Linked DNA regions of Rattus norvegicus: region 1 is linked to region 2. A link is a contact called in public Hi-C data. All regions are on one chromosome and are shown on one strand. Each heading gives the region's core, a stretch centred on a gene start, on an enhancer-like site or on the middle of the called end of the contact. The rest is flanking DNA. Distances are from core to core; before and after follow the strand shown. Region 1 has its middle 54 kb from the start of Vgll3. Region 2 holds the start of Vgll3 (vestigial-like family member 3).

Region 1 (3,647 bases), core at 647-3,146, 54 kb before region 2:
CCTCAATTGTATTGTGTAAACTAGGAACATGGGAAATGACCTCGGGAGTGCTGCTGTGATTCAGTGGGTTTTCAAAGTCCCATCTACGATGGTTAATCGAGTCCACACTTCGTAAGAAGTCCACTGTCAAGCAGATTTTATGCATCATTGTATTAAATCTACATATTCAACCTGTAATGTAGGTACTGCCTTTTCACTTTAAATGATAGGGAAGGGTAATCTCTCCCATGACAAACAACAGGGATATAAAAGACAGTATTGAAACCAAGTGTTTTTGCACCCCTTATACTTTTGACAAAGAAACTATGAGATAAGAAGTTTTATATTTTTAAAATTATTTGTTTTAGCATATCATCTTACTAAAGTGCAACAGTGTAAGAAATGAGGGTTCTTCAAAAATATTAATGTAAAATGAGAATTAAAATGCATTTAAAAAGATTTCTCTTTTTGTGTATGAGTGTTTTGTCTGTATATATGTAGTAGATACATCACATTCTTCCTGATGCTGGGGGAGGCCAGAATGTATTGGATCCCCTGGAACTAGAGCTTCAGAGAGTTGAAGACCATCACACTATGACAAGAAGAACCCCCCCCCTATGCAGAGAGCAAAGGCTTCTATCCGCTAAGCCATTTCTCTGCCCTCTAATCTTGTTTTTTTTAAAGGACAAGATCTTATTCATCAGTTAAAGATATTGGAGGTTGAGAATTTCAGATTAAAAATAAGATTCCAACAAAAAATGTGCATTTCTTTTAACCTATTACTATTTAATAACATTTGAAGTCGGCCTTGTAAGTAAACACAAAACAAAATAACAAAAACAAAACAAAAAACAAGAAACAAAACAAAACAAAACAAAAAAACTTTAATCCTTCCAACAAGAATGTTGAAAGCATTGGTTCTGCATCCCCAGATGGGAATGATGCTCTACATTCCCAAAGACTGTCATAAATCTAAGGTTCACAAAAGCTAGATTGGCCTTTCTTGATCTTCCAAAATGTCCTGCTCCTGGCCCTTCTATTAATGTATTCTAACAGTGAAGATACTCAAGTTTGATCATAGCAGAAACCAGGGGAAGCAGAATGAAGCTCTTCGGGTGTTGGTTTGGTCACACCTGGGTTGTACCCAGGTTGTCACTTGCCCTGGTGTGAAATTTGGCAGTGACTTCACCAAAGATTTCCACAATTATTAGGTTCAGTTCAAAAGAGAGCGAAATCACTGTACTTGATGATAACACAATCACACATTTTAATTTGTTAATCTTTATAATTCTCCAACTTGTGCTCCTTAATACCCTCTTCATTTGTCAGATGGCCACATTAAGAACCAAAGAAATTATCCAAGAATATACAGCTTCTAAGTAACACTGCCTAAATTCAAACCCCTATTTTATTTTGCTAAAACTCGATGTAACTCTGTGTGGTGCTGTTTGTGAAGATCGGATAAATGTGGGTAGTACTTGTTTACAGAGAGAAATTTGGAGTTATTTTATAGCTCTCTCCTCTGTGTATTTGTCAGTAAGTTTAGGTTCTCCCAAGTAATTTACATTTCTTTCCCCCTGATTCTCAATGATAACCTGAGGAAATACAGTGTTAAATGACAGCAACATGTTGCCTTGAACTCTATTCTTCTAGTTGAGGCTTCACACTCTTAGCCCTTTTCTCTACAGTCTTTCAACAAAATGTTTTAATCACAGACTCACATTTTACAGCTTCTCTGAGGTCCCCTCTTCCTCTGTGGGTTCTCAGGAGACAGGCACATGTTTACTTTCACAAACGGTTTAGGGCCTGGTGTTAGAGAATGTGATGACACACTTAAAATGGTTATTCTGTGATAGAAAGATTGGACCATCACCCCCGGAAGGCCACTCACAACAGGACCTTCTCACCCACCCTTGCCATGACAAGCCTTAATGGAATCTAGCCTGCGGAGTGTCTGTGTTCTGTGTGAGGCTGGTGTCAAAGCAAGTCCAAGCAAGTTCCCCGAAGTTCAGCGTTTACAACATCTCTAAATTCAAGAAAACATTCCTTCAAGGCACCACCCACCTTTTCCAGTGGGAATCCAGGGAAATGATCCTCTCGGAATTAGCATGTAAGCAGGCAGAGTGTGTTAGACTTGTGCTTTCAGAAGACACATGGGGGAGGGGCAAAGCCCTGATGGGAAAATGAATACCATTACCTCCAAAATGTTCTTTTCAAGGATGAGGGAGTACACCCTGCAGCTGTTAAACACGGCTGCACTGTTCCGACATATTTTGCATATTTACATACACCAAGTATTTCCAAACAGGCTTGTGTTTGTTTAAAATCCCCCACAGAGATGTCTGGTAAAGCTTTCACTATAGAAAGCTATTTGCTTAGTGAAGTTTACAAAACTGTTTTCAAAATCATGCTCTCCCTCACACGCATGTGTACACACACACACACACACACACACACACACACACACACACACGTATATTTGTATAAGCAAATAGTTACTGTAATTAGCAACTTTGTAGAAAAATCTGGAATAATCTACTTATCTCACCTAGTGCTTAGAAATAAAATAAGATATAGCCTAAGTCCAAAGAAATGAAGAAAATACATTAGTTGAAACTAATATTTTTAGTTAAAATTCTATATACAACAAAATATAAATTGTAATCTTTCAGTAATCTTTTGTTAGTCTTAAACTGTCAAAATGGAATTTTCTTACTTGCTATTATTATTAATCTTTATCTTTTGAGTACTTTTACTCCAACTTTACTAAGGTCTAACTGACAAAACAAAAACTGCACAAATTCAATGCATGCAAGATAGTTTGATGCACACACACACACACACACATACACATCATATGACAATTACTACCATCAAAGTCATTAGCATACCAATCATTAAAACTTTTGCTTTCTGTAAGAAAACCCAGCACAAGACAGACTTTTTTTCATGTAAGTGATTTCTTTTGGAAACTTAAAACACCACAAAACCACACATAACTCATTCGAAAACAGGCTAAGGAACTTTCAACAGAAGTGATTGGGTAGTTTAAAGCTCTATTTTCCTTTTAGCAAGATCCACAAGAAAAGGATAGAGTATCATGCTTAAGGGGGAACAGATTTTGTAGTTTTTGGCAAGATATTAAATCCTCTGTTGCTATATTTGGCTCTCTGTAAATAGCGGCTTGCACAAGTGCAAGGCAAGGATCAATGCTGCCGTTCTTCATTCAGCCACAGCCAAACTTGGTAAAAGTAAGGCACTTGCGTTTGGATGTTGTTTTCAGCAGCCTTGAAGCTCATTTACTGATTAGCAGTATTCCACAGTATGGATTCCTACTTTGCGCATTAAATCTATCAAAGCCTGCTTGCTTTTCTGCAACACTTTTCCACTGCTTAACTGATAACAGCTGGAGTGATTCAATTGGGACAGAAGACTTTACCACGTCAATGTGGTTATCCGTTGCTATTTAGTCCAATGAGACACTTGGAGAATTGGCACATCACAGGATGGACATAAACCCCACCTTCTGAGCAATACAACTAAATGGTTGGTTGTTGATTGTCCACAAAGAAAACAGTTCAGTGAGAAACTATATTCTCTCTAGGACTGGTCTCTCAGCCTTTTGAGTTCTGACTGTGACCAAAGGGGCCCAAATATTTCATGAAGAA
Region 2 (3,261 bases), core at 432-2,931:
GAGTAATGGTCTCTTTCCCAAAGAGTAGCCCTATTCTTCGAGAAAAGGGACAGGGGCAAAGGAAAAATAGAAATTGAAAGGTCAGATTGCTCCAAGGGTCAAACCCTGAAGGCCAGAATAAAACATACAGTTCCTAAGAAATGAAAAAAGTCAAACAATCCTGTAAATCATTATTTTCTAGCTATATCTAGCCTTATTTTTAAGTTTCAATGAAATTAGCCTGCTCTAATCCCTGAGCCAGTATAGGCCCTTGCCACAGGCACATGTTTGATTGTTTTTAACAGAGTTCTAGTTAAATTTTGGTGCACTTGCTATGTGGTCACAGAGTAATCTCAAGAATTCCTAGTGGCAAGTTTTTCCAGCGTCTACTCTCTCATCATCTCCTAGTTGCCAAGTCCTTTTTACCAACATTTTCGATCTCTTGGCAGGGTGGGGCCCAGGCATGCAGATACTCCTGGCTACCTTTGGGCTAAGAAACACAAGTCCACTGATGAACACCGACAGGCTCTGTGCTTTGTTAGGAATAGAAAGTGAATGAAGAGGCTTTGAGAATCCCTATCTAAATCACAGCCGCAGGAAGAAAGGCAATGGATAAATTCTAGAAACACCGAATGTGTCTTATATCCGACCAGTGTCCCACCCTGAAAGTCCCACAACAGTCAGTCACTCCAGGAGCTCCCGTTCAGGTAACCTCTGCTACCTTAGTTGCACACTTCCGCCACTTACTCCAGAAAACGCTAGAATACTCTAGTTGCCCAAGAAAACAAAGTATTTAAGTTAAAAGTTTACTCACACAGTCCTAAGATAGATGCCTTTTGTGAGCTTCAGGGAACTGAGTCCTAAGGACCAGCGAAGCTGGGAGCAACAGCCTCTGAGTCCAGGTGACACAGCTCAATTAAGCCCCCGGCCAGGTAAAGCCATTCCAGAGATCCCAGCCCTGCCATACTCAGTTCTGCCCTTCCGGGAGTGTCTTTTTCTTCCTATAGTTCCCAGCAAGTCCTAGAGCATCCTCCACGCCTCTGAACCGGCCGGAGCACGGTGTGAGCCTGACACCGATACCCGGTGCCCCTCGCCCCCGCCCCCGGAAGGCTGCCCGGCCGGTGACTCACCTGCTGGCCAGGTTGGGGCGCCGGATGATAGCAGGCTGTAGGGCAGGTTGCAGCTGCCACAGGGTTGGGCAGATACTGGGGCGCTCCATACGGCTGGGGGTGATACATCACCTCCGCACAACTCATGGCAGCGGGGCCAGCGGCGGCCCCGGAGTCGCCGCCGCTGCTCTACGCGCTGGCGCGAGGGGAGCCACCGCCACCGCCGCCGCCGCAGCTGCCGTCCGCGTCGCTGAACCAGCTGCTACTGCGGCTAAGGCGGATCCTCGGCGGCCTCGGGCTGTGCGCCGGGAGCGAGCTCGGGAGGGGTTGGCAATCAGCGGCGGCCCATGCGCGGGCACCTTCATTTTCAACCCCTCCGAGTGCCCCCTCTGCTCGCGCTTATATAGCGACGGGACGACGCTGTAGCCCGCCCCGCGGCAGGAGCATGACAGCGCTGTGCTCAGGCTCAGGCGGTGGCATCAGAGACAGGAGCGTACTCCCCAGCGCTAGCTGCCGCTGCAGCAGGATCCCCGCTAGAGTCACCCCGGGAGCCAAGCGATGCTTTGCATACACACAATGCACGCCCGGGACTTGTCCTATCACTAGCGCGGGCGGCTGGGCGAGGACCAGGAGGCGGGGGCAGTATAGCCGGAATGTGGGGAGGCGGGGAGCTCGCCTCCCCAGCTCTCAGGAGCAGTTTATCAGAAAAGTTCCACCAACTCAGGTCCACAGCGGGCGGGTCGCCCAGCAGGGGGACCCTGGGGAGGCAACTGCGGATTGGAGCAAAGTTTGCAGCCCTCTCCGCCTCCGGGCGAGAGATGCTGGTGGGAGGAGATTGGTATGCGAGAGACTCCGCACCCTCAAAAGTTTGCTGGTCCCCACCCAGTCTCGTTCACCTGGCGGCCTGGACACAGTTGCCCAAGTTCCGGCAGTTTTTTTTTTTTTTTTTTTTTCAGGAAGCATAAACTCTGATGATGCTAGAATCAGATCAAAGGAAGGCCAAGTGTAAAGAGTTATAAAACAGGCCAGAGATAAAATATTGGATTAGTCCCTTCATTAAAAATAAACCAAAGTGAAAGTTAACAGTGCCTTGAGTGGCCACCGGCTAACAATACTTGTTCCCTTGCAACATCTTCATTTAAAAGGCACATCTTGGTGGCTTGTCATCCTGGCAGGATGTAAGTGTACCTTGTCCGGCCTCTACAAGCTAGCTTGAATGTAGCAAGAGAAAATAATTGACTACCTACTTTGCTGCCATTTAAATGTGTTGTTTATAGTAAGTAGCTTAAAACTTACTACAAGATGAAATAAAAACTTACCTCTGTGGCAAACAGAAACTTTTGAGTAAAGACCAAGGCCTAGTTCTTTTCAAAGGAAGTGTCTCTTTGTTTTTCAAAGGTATTAATGTTGCATAGAGTAAATCTCTCTCTCTCTCTCTCTCTCTCTCTCTCTCTCTCACACACACACACACACACACACACACACACACACACACACACACACACATACACACACACACCAAACCTTCCCACCATGACCAACTCTGTTTTGGGCGAACAATTCTTTAAAGAAGTGACATATGCAAGTATACGTGTGTGCATGGCTGTAGCTCCTTACACTCATACAAACTATGATTGTGTTGGGTAATTTTGTTAGGCCATAATAGAATTTCTTGACGCATTCATTATTTTATCAACAGAATCTTTTTTTTTTTTTTTGGTTCTTTTTTTTCAGAGCTGGGGACCGAACCCAGGGCCTTGCGCTTCCTAGGCAAGCGCTCTACCACTGAGCTAAATCCCCAACCCCAACAGAATCTTAAAATATGGTTATTAAGCATTTATGTAGTTCAGATTTTTAAACTGTACTCTTTCTAGTGGGTATGTCTATTTGGGACAAAGGAGTTATAATCATGTAATGTGAGTTCTTCTATATCTCCTTGATAGGAGACATACCCTGGTTAGACCGTTTTCCAGTGATCTACACACATCAGTTACAGCTTCAGTCCAGGCAGTTCTGTGTGGTATGGAGACATAACTGTATCTATCTACCCACATTTCAATCTCAGCTTCCTCTTTTGGTGTCTGTCACAGATAATGAAACTCCACCTCCCAGTTGAACTGGGAATACCTGGGAAGTTGCCAAGCTTCCCTCTTCTCACAGTGCCTGCGTCAGG

What was found. Hi-C and Micro-C count contacts between places; a contact is called where the count stands out from the background.
Region 1: a contact with region 2 is called in a Hi-C map of the A7r5 cell line, with 2.6 times the contacts expected there. The contact joins the enhancer-like site here to the promoter of Vgll3 in region 2. A contact is called at or near these places in 3 of 12 Hi-C or Micro-C datasets (the A7r5 cell line, the Rat2 cell line and psoas muscle).

What each region holds. Positions count from the first base shown.
Region 1 is chr11:17,141,585-17,145,231 of GRCr8, reverse strand. No RefSeq gene overlaps it. Among named protein-coding and RNA genes, the nearest start is that of Vgll3, 54 kb to the right of the region's middle. Within about 2 kb of position 1,896, at least 7 of the 93 cell types and tissues checked have an H3K27ac peak or open chromatin away from gene starts, as enhancers often do. A contact at or near this core is called in the A7r5 cell line, where this site is marked.
Region 2 is chr11:17,088,012-17,091,272 of GRCr8, reverse strand. Vgll3 (vestigial-like family member 3) reads right to left here and starts at 1,681. Exons shown (of 4, transcript NM_001427793.1): 1 at 1,110-1,681. The coding sequence starts at 1,235.